4 separate regions of the Mus musculus genome follow, and all the other regions are linked to region 4. A link is a contact called in public Hi-C and HiChIP or PLAC-seq data. All regions are on one chromosome and are shown on one strand. The core of a region is the stretch at or near the end of the contact, and the rest is flanking DNA. Distances in the headings are between cores, read along the strand shown.

Region 1 (3,330 bases), core at 355-2,854, 180 kb before region 4:
AGGTGGTTCTAAGAAATGAAGTAGACAATGTACAAAGGTTTCTCTAGGGTTGGGGGAGAAAGCAGGATTCCAGTCTCCTGCTCTGCAGAGCCCAAATTAGGAACTCCTGTCAGGATGCACCCCGATATTCCTTGATAGGGCAGTAACTTTCTTGAACTAAGTTCCTTGTAGGACATGGGGACCCAAGTGTGAAGGGCTTCTGGGAGCAACATGGAGAAGTCACGCTGTTGGTGGCTTCACCTTAACCTGGAGGGTCCGTTCTGGGAACATCGCCTGAGCAAGCAAATATGAACTGCAGATATGTCACCAGGGAAATTCAGCTGAGATTCCACTGAGACCTGACTGAGGTCCTAACCACTTTGGAGAGGAGGACAAGAATCATGTCCCACGAGGAAGTTAATAGTTGGCAAAACAAGGCAGAGACTGGATTACCATATTCCAGGATTCAGGCAAGGCTGCAGAGCTCCCAGACAGCTGGGGAATAAGGGAGAGTCTCGAGGACCCAGCCTTTTCCTAAGAGAACTGGCTTTTGAAAAGAGAGGATAGGGCCATATATGGAGTCTCAGTTGGCCAAGAATGTTATAAAAGTCACATTCGCAAGGATATCTGCTCTTCTGGCTAAGCCATCAATTAAGATTTGAAGACATTTAAACAATATTAATTCTGTTCAGCAAACAGTAGAAACTGAAATCTATTTTGGGTGGTGCTGGGGAATGAACCCAGGGTCTTCCACATGGTAGGTGTCTTAGTCATTGCTGCGATAAAACACCGAGAAGAAAGCAGCTCAAGGAAGAAAGGGCTTATCTCAATTGTATTTCCACATCAGTTTATCACTGAGAAAAGGTCAGGACAGGAACCTAGAAGCAGGAGCTGATGCAGAGGCCATGGAGGGGTGGTACTTACTGGCTTGGTCCTTATGGCTTGCTCAGCCTGCTTTATTATAGCACCTGGGATCACCCATTCAGGGGTCTCTCTACCCATGAAGGATGGGCCTATCCACATCTCATCAATGAAGAAAATGCCTCACAGGCTCGCTCACAGGGCAGTCTGATGGGGACATTTTCTCAATTGAGGTATTTTCTTCCAAAAGGACTGTAGCCTGTGTCAGGCTGACATAAAAGCTAACCCGCACACAAGGCAAACCCTGAAATCCATTATTAGGAAACGATTGCTAGACCTTTATTTAGTGACTTTTCTGGATGCTGTTACCTGATTCTTGGATAGTTCTTTCTGCTGTAGTTGTCCAATTGGCTTTCTCTTGTTCTTTACATGTCTGACTGTATCCACCCCTCCCCGGGTCTCTTCAAGCACAATGGCACCCTATTCCTGCAGCCCTTTCATCCGGCCTCATCACGTGTGTTCTGTGAACTCTCATCTGCCTTCGGCTCTTCCTCCCTTGCAGGAGCGAGCACCCTGCTTTCTATTTCTCCTTCGTTCGTTCCTAATGTTAATTAAGCAACGCTTGCCACCTAATGCAACAAAGCAGCAGGGATCACAGGATCTAAGAATGAAACACTTCACAGTGCGCGCGCGGAGCAGGGATCCCAGAATAGCACGCAGGAGTCTGACAGCCAGGCTTTACCCTAAGCAGTAGACAATGTGTTAAAGTATGTAGACATTAGCTGAAGTCAGATTGTGAGGGAGCTTTCCAAAGGCTCTGGTTTGGGTTTTGGCTGATCTCATTCTTCTTGCATGCCAAAAACCCCAGCTGCACATGTGCACAACACACACACCCCAATCATTTCCTCATATGGTTCGGCAGGAGAAGCTAATTACTACTATATTATCATAGCATGCTCATCCCCTCAAAAGCAGCTACGGAGGCCACACTCTTCTCAGTCAAGCATGCCGTATTAATGAATGCAGACTCACTTGTGAGCTCACCCGCTCTTCATTCATTACTGAATCATATTCAGATAGTGAAGTGTCTAACAGTTCCTCTGTTAAAAGTATAATTCACAAAGTTAAAAAATCCACAGTGGGGAATCAGAAAAGCGGCAATTCACAAAAAAAGTAGAATGTTAAATTTTACAGACAACCTGTCATGTCTAGAATGCTTGGGATGAAAAAAAATTAATATGCCTTGCGGGTGAAGAAAAGGAGTAAATTATAAACCACTTCACTCGGTGCGCCCCACACCGCTCCCAGAAACAGTGCATTAAGTAAACACTTCTGTGAATCAGATGCTAAATTATTTAGTAATTGCCGAGTGAATTTCTGCTCTTATCAAGCATTTAAAAAGTTATTTACTATAAATTCGTAAGAGTTAGTTTTTAGAGGAGGAAGTTAGCATGTCTATAGAGACTCGTGAGTGCAGAGAGCTATTCAAACGGAGTCAGAGTCGGTGTTAGTGTGGTCTGCAAACTCTTTCTAAGCACATCAAACTTCTCACTGAAAGTAGAAAGCTTCAGTCTTTCCTAATGCAAACATTGAGTGCTTAATGTCCCTAGTGCCTTAGAGAGCTAGAGGGAGGGCCTGGCGTGGATCAGCTAAAAGGTTTCTCTGATTTACTTCCTCAAAGCCCCCATCTGTCTGCCTCCTGCTTAGCGCCAAGGGAACTGAAATTTAAGGGCACTGCTAAGACTGGAGCTATTGCAATTGTATCATCAAGTCCTTCAGAGTTCTCAAAGGTTTCCTAGTTCAGTATAAAAGTCCATTTTCCTTGACCTTTCAGGAGGAACTTGGATTCACTAGCACCTTTGCGACAATGGTTTTTTTTACTTTCACAGTTGAGAAGTACACCCAGATTTGAACACAGAGCAGTCACGAGAAGCTCTGCATCTGTGGTGGTTGTTTCATTTATTCATTTGCACAGATGAAAATTAAAAAAAAAAAAAGATCTAAACTCCAAAGTATCCAATGAGAAAATGGCGACTCATTCTAACTTTTCATATTTAAAATAATCTGAGTGAAGAAGCAGAAGCTGACAAAGACACTGATCTGGAAAATATAATATGATGCTAGGGCAAACTGTAATGAATCTGGCTAAAGATAATAAAGTATTAAAGACAGTCCATAACCACCAGCTTGGAAAGAAGTAGAAAATCTGACAATATTAAATTTAATATTGTTGCTGAAGCAACAGGAGTTCTTGCTTGTTGATGAGACTTGTCTTAGTATCTCTAGAAACAACTTGCATTATCTAGCGAGGTTGAAGGCATGCATGGGTTATCCCCTGCAATTCCATTCTTAGGTTACAGTAGAGATTCTCCCAGGTTCCAAAGTGGAACACTGAATAAGGATATTCACGGCAGCATTATTTATAATAACCCTCTAGTAGAAACAATGCAATGCCTGTCAGTAGCACTGAGGTATACAGTATTTATTTAT
Region 2 (3,319 bases), core at 741-3,240, 160 kb before region 4:
CTCAGTAGTCAAAGGGGGAGCATTCCAAGTTCAAGGCCAGCCTGAGGTACATAGTGAGATCCTACCCCTATGCCACATTGTTGTGTTAAGGAAGGATCACTTTTAATTTTAAAGACATTTTGATGAAAAGTGGACACTGGATTATATCTGTACCTTTAAAGAATTGATAAAAGCAGTATAGTGTTTGGTATAAAAGATAAACTTAGTAAATTATAAGGTAGATTTTAGTGTGATAGATTATATTAAAACTTTTCTATTGTAACATCCTTTACTCCTGAAATAAAATCCATCTGCCCATGACACTGTTCTTATAACTCTGGTACAAGCTTGAAGTTCCATTGGTGATTTTAAGTCTTCCATGTGAACGCATGGCCCACAGCTGGTGCTGTGTTTTGGGAGGTTGCTGGGTTTGCATGTGAACTCGCGGTGCCTCATTGAAGGCTTTGTTTTGGAGGCTGTGCAGCATTTGGGAGGGACTGTGAACTAGCTGGTAGACACGAGATGCTTAGGGTCAGCTTCGAAGGTTCTAACCTTCTAACACTCTGGTTTCTCATCTTCCAGATGTGGATAAGCTGTGCTTCAACTCCTGCTACAGACAGAAGCGTGCGTGTCCCACACTGGCAGTGGCAACTTCCCATCCTCCAAGGCTCCCACTGTGACGGACCAGTGTCCTCAGAAGCCACAAGCTGACACAACTCTTATTCCTGTAAGCTGCCTCTATGAGGCTTTTTGTCTCGGAGGTGAGAAAAAGAACAAACCATGTTTTCCCACAGTGGTCAATCTTATAGACTTTCTCTTTAAACTTCAGAGGGCTGAATTACATATTCTCATAAAAGAATGTATTTCATTATGTTTTAAAATTTTATTTATAGAAATCTGAGTGAAATGGACTTCATGATTCCTTTTAAGCAACCACATTATATATCAAAATGCACTTCCCTGATTTTTATTGATCAAGTAAGCTAAACTTTTCTGCTTATTTTGATTTTTTTTTTTAAAAACCACATGCTCTTTGCATTTATAATATTAGTTGTATCTCTGTCACTGTGAAGAAAATACTTAAGATAAAACAACCCAAAGGAGGGAAGATATATTTTGGCTGACATTTTCAAGAGATTCAGTCTACAATCACTTAGCTCCATTGTCTCTGTGTGAGGTGTGACATCACGGCCAGTGGACACGTGTTGGAAGTGAAACAAGGATTCCTATCTGATGGTGGCCAGTGGGGAGAGTAAGGGAAAGTGGGAGGAGGGGAAGGAAGGAAAGGGGATGGGGAAGGGGGATGAGACAGGAGGAGGAGGAGGGTGAGGAGGAGGGTGAGGGGAGGGGAGGGGGAAGGAGTGTGAAGAGGAGGACGGTGAGGAGGAGTAGGAGAGCCAGGAGGAGGAGGGTGAGAGGGAGGATGGTAAGGAGGAAAGGGGGGAGAAGAAGGGGAAGGGGGAGGGGGAGGAAGAGGTGGAGGGGGAGGAGGAAGATGAGAAGTATGGTAAGGGTGAGAAGGTGAAGAGGAGGAAGGTGAGGAGGAGAATGGTGGTGTGGGAGAGGGTTGAAGAGGAGGGGGAGGAGAAGGAGAAGAAATGGAAGGAGGGGAGGGGAAGGAAGAAGACATATAGATATACAAGACACAGACTTTGATATGCAGAGTCTCTCTTTTTGTCTCTCTCTCAAGTGCACCCCCAACACACACACAGACTCTTTTCTAGGCACCCACGTAGTTGATCCATGCCCGTTGCTCCTCCAGTTTTAAGTTAAGAGCAGTTGACAATGACAGTGCTGGCTTTTGACTGGAATGGGGCCATGAAGGTCATAAGAGAAGCAGGGAGGCTTGCCTGGAAGTGTTAGCTACGGTGCAGCTTGGGGTCAGACATTCATATAAGCTTGGCGAGCAGAGGCTGGGCGTGGCACCTATTTGGAAGGCAGGGCTGATGGTGTGTAGCTGGCAGACTAGACGTGGAGTGTAAGAGAATGAAAATACAAGGATGACTCTGAGAACTGCGGCATGAGTAATCATCTGAACGGGCACTGCTTACTAAAAGGGAAAATTCCAAGGAGCACGTTCAGCGCCAAGAATAAACTAAGTTGTTGCTTTCTGGTAGCTGACTCAAGCACTCACATCTTTGAGCTCTCTCATAAGCTGGTCACATTCGCGGTCCATTGAATGTTATCTATCCCAGTGCCACGCTGCTGCACCTGCCACTTCCACACCTGAAGTGTCCTTCCCACTCTCCTCTACCTTGAAAACACTTGCTCATCTGTCAGGAATAATCTCAAATGTCAGCTCTTTCTGGCTACCTTTCCGATTCCTGCGGGCACAGTTGGGGGTTTCAAGCTGGAGCTACACTACCCAGCCACAGAACCACAGAGATGCGTACTTGTCTGTCTCTGCCACCCAAGGGGTGAGTTCCCTAGGGCAGAATCCCATTTTCCTTCTGGTTTCTTTTACTGTATCAGAACACCTACAACAAAGATGGGCATTCAGTGAATACTGGCTGTCTCCAACATTCCATGTCTTATGTCATACTTTCCTCTAGGTACCTGGGCATGCAGCAGGAACAAAGCGAGGGAACATGTCTCAGGGAGCACTTACCCTCAGGAGAAACATCAATATACAGACAGTTTCCCAGCAGAATGTGATAGAGAGAAAAGTGTAGGCATGACAAGAGAGTGGATGAACTCGGGATGGGGTCTTGCATTTGGCATCTTGGTCACAGTAAGTCCCTTGAGCAGATTCTGTGTGACTCGAGTGAGCAGACCATGTAGATTTCAGAGAGCAAAATAAGTGGCTTGTTCAACAACTTTATAGAATGAGCAGGCTTGACACTATGCTAACCTTCCAGAGTGGCTGGAGGTCATGGACAGAGAGGGTTACAAAGGTGAAGCGCTGGCAGGGTACGTGGAGGTTTGCGAGTAGTCTGAAGTCTATGTATAACAATAGTGGGTGAGTTGTATAGGATTTCATTTATGCTTCAAAATGATCACTTTGATGTTTAAGTGGAATGGGCTGGCAGGGAGGCATGGTGGAAGCTCCTGGGTAGTATTAGCAAACGGTCTAGCTGATGGATCAGAAGAGGGAGGAAACAGCAAAAAAGATGGCAAAGTGGCCGGGTTCCACAAGTGCTTAGAAAGTGCGACTGGTAAGATGTGCTAATGAGTAGGTGGAGGAAGTAAAGGAATAGAGTTAATGATGGCTCTGAGAAGTTCCAAGTAAGTGACCAGATGGCCCGGGGTGGCTTTGGTGAACGGGAAACCCCAGGGAGAGGCTCGGGTTTGGGAGTGAGAGGAGGTGTGCTCAGACTCAACATCCCATGGATGGCCCTAG
Region 3 (3,169 bases), core at 288-2,787, 250 kb before region 4:
ATCTTGGGGCATTCAGCTGTGTTCCCCTGCAATATTTCATCTCAGCTAAGCTTGTTGGTGGTTTATGCCCCAGCATAGCAAGGCGATTCTTGCTGGAGTATGCAGCTACATCCAACTGCTTCCTCCCATCTGGGGACTCTGCATGTGGGTTAGGGGAGGGGTTAGTGTGTGTGTGTGTGTATCATTCAGAGATATAGTATATATGGAAATAGAAAGAGTATGTATATATAGTATATGTAGAAAGATTCTATATTCTCTATATCTCTGACTATACGTATATATACTTATTATGTATCAGTCAAGAAATACTAGATAGGGCTACAGGAAGCCCACACCACTGCTGGGTAAGGGTTATCAGGTACAGCTAGTTGGGGAAGGAGTCCCGTACCCTGTAAGTGACCTCTCACTTATACTCTGTAAGGAAGCTGTAAACTCATGGCTCTCTAGAGGGAGCTTTAGGTGGGTCACGTTTCCGTTGGTCATTAGGACTCTGAGAGGAGGACTACACAATGCTTTATGTCTCTCCCTGGGAGAGAGTTCTATCAACAGTATGGAACCACAAAAGATCCCGAAGAACCAAAGAAATCTACAAGAAAAATAAAGCAAGAAGCATTGTCTTACCCCCTTTACAAACATAACATAAACTGCATTAGCCCATAAGCAGCACTGTCATGGCATCACACAGAGCCAGACCAGGAGAATGGAACAGAGAGCCCAGAAATAAACCCATACATTTACAGACAGCTGATCTGACAAAGGTGCTAAAAACACACAGCAGAGAAAGAAAATCACTTCTGTAAGTGCTACTGGGAAAACTGTACGACTTCACAGCATGAAAACAGATCTGTGTCTCTCACCAGATACAAATATTCACTCAAAGTGTATGAAAGAAAGACTCAAACATGGGATCTCGAACTACAGAGAATGCATGGGAGTGTGCACAGAATTCCATTGTGTTGGTCTGGACTATGATGGTTTTGGATACTGGATATACTGCCTCATTTGGGGTATGAAGGAACAAAAGCAAAACTAGACCAAGGGGCATGTATCATAATAAAGACAGGTTCTACTTAGGGATTAAGGAATTACAAAGGAATTACAGAGTACAAAGAGATGTGGGAACATGTCTGCAAGTTCTACATTTACTAAGGACCAAATGTAAAAAATAGTAAGAGAGCAGCTATGACCCTTAACCTCAGCACTCCAGAAGCAGAGGCAGGCAGATAGATCTATGTGAATTTGAAACCAGCTTGGTCTACATAAGGAAGTCTACCTATGCTAGCCAGGGCTACATAGTGAGAGCCTGTCTCAAAAAATTATAAAAAACCCATCAGGATTGCTGTTATTAGAAGGGTGAAACTTAGTATGTGTTGGTGAGGCTGCAGAGAAAAGGAGCCATTGAGAATTCTCTAAAAAGTAAAAAATGAAACCCCACTGCTGGGTGTGTTTCCAAAGGAAATAAATACAGTATGTTTGTATCCCTGTACTTACTGCTGCAGCACAATGCTCAGTAGCTAATTCTCTATAATAGATAGAGGAAGTACAGGATATGCACACAGTAGAATACAATAGAGCATAAAACGCACAAACCCTGCTATTTGTAACTACATAGATGGTCACATGGGAAGTTGTACAAGTCAAATCAGCCAGGCACGGAGAGGCACGATTGCAGTAGTTCACTCACATGTACAGTCTAGCGTAGATTTCATAGGCACAGAAAAGAAAATGCGGATGGGATGGCTAGATGGCAGAAGAGATTGGAAGATGGTGGTCAAAGAACCCATAGCTATTAAATAAACAGTTCATCTGAGAGCCGCCGTACAGTGAGTAGTTAGTGACAATATGGAACATTCCTGAAAACTGACAAGAAAGCACACGTGTTATTATCACAGAATGATAACGAATGCATTTGTTAGTTAGCTTGATTCATCCATTCCACAGTGTGGCCATACTTCAAAACAGTATTTTATACATGAGACAGCCATACAAATTAATGTGCCCCTTAAAATCAGTAAGACTGAAGAGAGATTGGCTTATAAATTATAATCTAAGCCCAAGACAGGAAAGTCTGTTTGCACCAGAAAATTTCACAAGAGCCGACATCTAACTCTTCTTCCACACCCAGATGAATCCTGCCTTGCACACACAACTGTACTCGTCTTCTACGTGCAAGGCTTTGTCTAGGGAGTCACAGCCACAACTTGTGAAGCATCTCATGGGCCAGTCCTGTGCTGGCGTGTAAAGCAGCCATGATGGCTTCTACCTCGTACCCAGGAAACTGAGAGGCACGGAGGTAAAGGAACTTATCCAAGGTTGTACAATCTAGTGGGTAAGCAGGCAGGATGTAAACCCAGGACCCTTGACTTAGGGCTGAGAGTGACGGACAAGCACGTGGCTGTGACTGAAGCTTAGATGTGTAGAGGCCGTACAAAGTGTGTGAAATTAGTTACTGTTGTAAGAGTGTACGCAAGACAACCCCAGAAGTGCCATCTCGAGAGTATGTGAACAGCGGTCAGCTGAGAAATCCAGACACACACATGAGAAGAGACTGATGGTCTGCTGGTCCCCAGAACACATACACTGGGACACTAGGATGCAGTTCGTCTGTTTATGCTGTGGGTCTTGGGTACATTCATATGATGAGCACATTTAAACTGCCCCTGGAGAAACCCCAGGCAAAGGTCCAAAGGTACATACACACACACACACACACACACACACACACACACACACACACACAAAGTGCCCATTACACATTTTGGATAGTGCTAAACCCATCAATTACTGGATTGTCTACATACTGGATTAGCCTCCATGTATCCAAATCTGCCTACACAATCTGCCTATTTTGAGGAAGCACTGAAATCCACTCATTGTATCAGATGGCAACTCTCCAGGTAGCAAGGTGAAGCTGCCCATCATAAAGCTGTGACTACATCTACACTGGCATTTACTCTTTGTTCCTAAGGAGTAAGTCTCTGATAATGGGAAAAAATAAGGGTGGGAGGCAGCGAATCATTCTCCAATGACCCATAAAATTGTACTTAAAAAAAGGAATGCTCATCAAGTAGGATGAAGTGGTTAGAAATAGAAAACTAGTTCCTTTCCACTGCTGTTAACAAGCCCTGTGCCATCGCTGTGAAGGAAGTGGACGGATCTAGGTTAAAGC
Region 4 (3,247 bases), core at 379-2,878:
CCCTGTAAGAGCGCAGCGGAATCACCGGAGCAGCGTGAAGGGACGTGGAGGGGTGTGAGCGTCAGAGCGTCTGATCAGCAACACTGTGAGCGCTGTGCTTGTTCTAGTTGAAGCTGTTTCTGCATGCTGACTACTCCAGTTCACTGGTGACTAGCAACAGCAGGAATGTGAGAGCTCCGTTCCAGAATTACTGAAACCACCCAGGCAACTTAAATACATTTCCGTCTCAAAACATCGGCAAAATGTTCCAACTTTTAAAATGCTAACAAAATATGAGGAGCCATGGTGAAGTTGACCTACATTCTAGGGAGGCTGAGAAGGGGGCGGGGAAGGCTGCACTAGTGGAGTTCAGAATAAATGCAAGGTTGCGGGGATGCTGTCTATGAAGTCACTCCCTCGTCTCTCCATTTCCATTTCAGTGTCCATGTATTTCCTGATCTCTGCACTGTGTGCTTTCTTCCATTGGACGGATCGCACACTTAGATAACTTGGTCGTTTTTCTCTTAGGCAGACTTTCATTCTGCAAAACCGGGAGAATTCCTGCACTATTGTATATAAACTAATTCAAACTTTATGAATGAGCAGCGGGGACCGTTTCCACGGACTGTTTTAAAGGCCTGTGGTACCAAGAGTAAGCAAAACCGATCCATGAAGTTAATGCTGCTTCCCATAATGTAGAATCTGGTTCTTCTCACTGTCCAAATGCTAAAGGAGAAACTAGTGCCATGGTGGGGGTGCTGGCAGGGTGGGGGGAAACAATGCCTTCCTCAGCGTTTCAAAACCGTTCACATCAGCTTGAGCACGGAAGCCATAGGAAAAGCTCTGTTTTACCTACCGTAATTACGGTATACCTCACAGCAACTCTCCACATTATCCACTTTCCCCCCTCCACTCAACTTCTCTCAATGATCTCTGGAAACCATTAACCAAAAGTCCTGGTCCAATTTTCCTCTTCCCCCTCCTCTGTGTCCTCAGTCTTGCTGGCGTCCAGACAAAGCAAACTTGTATTACATCACAAAGCAAACTCATTTTTTTCTCTAAAGCAGCCCATTGGTCAGTTACCGCTACTGGAACCAACACTGTCACAGTGTGGTCTTTGTTACTGAGTGCTGCTTGTAAAAAATATATATATACATACATATAAGTTTCCCAGTACTGCTTTCCTCTGCTAAAAAGAGGAAGCGTCTAGCCGGGTTCCACCCATGCAGTAAACTAGACATTACCTTATATACAAGAGCCTCTATGGCATTCCTCGGGCACTGACTGCTGCAGAATTCCTGCACTAGGCTGCACGCTGCAGGCCACAAGCTTCCCTGGCTCACTCACCCTCCTTTCTGCTTTGGCTGCTCTACTCTATCTATCTATCTATCTATCTATCTATCTATCTATCTATCTATCTATCTATCTATCTATCTTTCTTTCTTTCTTTCTTTCTTTCTCTCTCTCTCTCTCTCTCTCTCTCTCTCTTTCTTTCTTTCTTTCTTTTTTTCTCTCCTTCCTTCTTTCTGTCTCATTTCCACTGCCTCACTGTGTTTTTGTGTAAATGCTCTCTCTCACATGACTCAACAAATCCATCTGCCCGAAGCAGGCCAAGTCTGGAGCCCTCCCAGGAGGGAGGAGAAGAATTGCTTTGTGGAAAGGACTTGGAGCGCTGCCCTTCCTCTGGCTCGAATTACCCGCCTGTCAGGCCTGACGGATCTGGCTAAAAATAAAAGGAAGCGGGCTGTGAAAAGCAGATGAATGGGCTCAGCAGCTCCTCAGATAACACAGACCTGCTGTTGCCCAGAGCTTCCCAAACAGAAACTTCAAATGTGCGACCTCTGAGTGCAGCTATGTGGCTTCCAGGTGATCATGCTGTCTGACCCACCAGAGTGGTGTCGCAGCCTGGATTTTGATTTTAGCACCCCCCCCAACCTCAGTGTGTGTGTGTGTGTGTGTGTGTGTGTGTGTGTGTGTGTGTGTGTGTGTGTTAGAAAGAAAGAGAAATAGGAAGAGAAGGGGAAATAAAGTCTCGTACAAAAAGGTTCTCAGAGCACAGCTGAATTCAGTGGAGTGATGGCTTCTCACGTTTTAAAACAATATTGTTTCCACTACAAAATTCTCCTCCACACCAGACATTTTCAGTCTCCCGATGATGTCACTCCTCCATTCAGAGCCAGCAAAGAGTTAACAGTCCTTCTTGTAAGTGTATGGCCAGCGCCTGCAGTGGGTATTAAGCACTTAGGTTTGCCATGTAATGACACACTGTAACAATCTGTAATATGAAACATCAGCAAAGCTCTGGCTCTGAGGCTCGCTCTCCCCACCATTAGCCATATGTTTGGCTCCTCAGATAGCCAAGCGGGTGTTCCAGCATGCCATCTGGTTTCTATCCACACAGGCAACTGCAAAGCAAGGGCTGTACCCCTCTGGAGCTGTGTGTTTCTTATCCCTGTCCTCCCCTTTCCCCCCTCCCAGCTCCTTGGTTCCCTTGCAAGAGAATTCTCTGCCATTCATCACATGCAAAGAAAATGTTACCTGACCTGGCAGCAGTGGAGCCATTAAGAATGCACAGCTGAACTGTAAACACGCCAGAGGGTCCTTTACAGAATCTCCTCAAGTCAGTCTCCCCCCCCCCACACACACACATTCTCTACTCCTTCCTCATCCCCTATGACTGCAGACACTTGATCCAGCATGTTAAAAATAGGTACATTCTTGATAGAACCAGAGTTTGCTGTGGTGCCCTTCACAGTCACTTCACATACTGACAGGAAGGCTTTAACTCACACATGTGTGAGTGCGCACTCGCTCGCACACACACACACACACACACAGGCAAACGCATGTTTGTCTCAACATTCAATTAGCTTGGTGTCAGTGTCACACAGGATGACACACCCCTGACTCACTTCAGGAATCAATCCCTCCTGCTCCTAGGTATTCGACTGCTATTGTTTAATTTTCTGATGGTTCTTTCCACTTCAAGACACGAAACAGGGAGACAGATGAGGCAGGCACTCTGGAACAGGAGCTCGCAGCCATTTTCAGGCAACTGATGACTGACCGAAGAATGCCTTCTTCCTTCTGCATTTTCCAGGGGTGAAAGCACACAGCAAAAATAATCTCCCTCCTCTTGCCTGAACCCCTGATGCCGGGATTACAAATGTGTTATGTGTGTTATGCTGGGTGATGTGGTGCTGCGGATCAAACCTAGGGCTTTGTTCATGCTAGATAAGTACTCTGCCAACATAGCTGCTTCCCCAGG

Evidence for each region. Hi-C and Micro-C count contacts between places; a contact is called where the count stands out from the background. HiChIP or PLAC-seq counts read pairs in DNA pulled down with a chosen protein or histone mark.
Region 1: a contact with region 4 is called in a Hi-C map of forebrain, with 4 times the contacts expected there. The contact joins two enhancer-like sites. A contact is called at or near these places in 3 of 484 Hi-C or Micro-C datasets (forebrain and nephron progenitors), 4 of 115 datasets of contacts at active chromatin or transcription factors (embryonic basal ganglia, embryonic forebrain and embryonic stem cells) and 2 of 9 other capture datasets (embryonic stem cells and embryonic trunk).
Region 2: a Hi-C map of embryonic fibroblasts shows a contact between it and region 4, with 3 times the contacts expected there. The contact joins two enhancer-like sites. A contact is called at or near these places in 3 of 484 Hi-C or Micro-C datasets (the NIH/3T3 cell line, embryonic fibroblasts and nephron progenitors) and 1 of 115 datasets of contacts at active chromatin or transcription factors (embryonic basal ganglia).
Region 3: a contact with region 4 is called in an H3K4me3 HiChIP or PLAC-seq map of bone marrow-derived macrophages, with 3 times the contacts expected there. The contact joins two enhancer-like sites. A contact is called at or near these places in 11 of 484 Hi-C or Micro-C datasets (CD4 T cells, CD8 T cells, astrocytes and 7 more) and 11 of 115 datasets of contacts at active chromatin or transcription factors (CD8 T cells, the NIH/3T3 cell line, VIP interneurons and 8 more).

The regions. Positions count from the first base shown.
Region 1 is chr4:32,485,210-32,488,539 of GRCm38.p6, reverse strand. The region is part of intron 1 of Bach2 (BTB and CNC homology, basic leucine zipper transcription factor 2); the gene reads right to left. Among named protein-coding and RNA genes, the nearest start is that of Bach2, 69 kb to the right of the region's middle. Within about 2 kb of position 1,604, at least 54 of the 459 cell types and tissues checked have an H3K27ac peak or open chromatin away from gene starts, as enhancers often do. A contact at or near this core is called in embryonic basal ganglia, embryonic forebrain and forebrain, where this site is marked.
Region 2 is chr4:32,464,857-32,468,175 of GRCm38.p6, reverse strand. The region is part of intron 1 of Bach2 (BTB and CNC homology, basic leucine zipper transcription factor 2); the gene reads right to left. Among named protein-coding and RNA genes, the nearest start is that of Bach2, 49 kb to the right of the region's middle. Within about 2 kb of position 1,990, at least 38 of the 459 cell types and tissues checked have an H3K27ac peak or open chromatin away from gene starts, as enhancers often do. A contact at or near this core is called in embryonic fibroblasts, where this site is marked.
Region 3 is chr4:32,554,184-32,557,352 of GRCm38.p6, reverse strand. The region is part of intron 2 of Bach2 (BTB and CNC homology, basic leucine zipper transcription factor 2); the gene reads right to left. Among named protein-coding and RNA genes, the nearest start is that of Bach2os, 16 kb to the left of the region's middle. Within about 2 kb of position 1,537, at least 10 of the 459 cell types and tissues checked have an H3K27ac peak or open chromatin away from gene starts, as enhancers often do. A contact at or near this core is called in bone marrow-derived macrophages and microglia, where this site is marked.
Region 4 is chr4:32,302,317-32,305,563 of GRCm38.p6, reverse strand. It overlaps a transcript of Bach2 not described here. Among named protein-coding and RNA genes, the nearest start is that of n-TGccc3, 74 kb to the right of the region's middle. RefSeq lists an enhancer at 154-3,247. Within about 2 kb of position 1,628, at least 247 of the 459 cell types and tissues checked have an H3K27ac peak or open chromatin away from gene starts, as enhancers often do. A contact at or near this core is called in bone marrow-derived macrophages, embryonic basal ganglia, embryonic fibroblasts and 3 more, where this site is marked.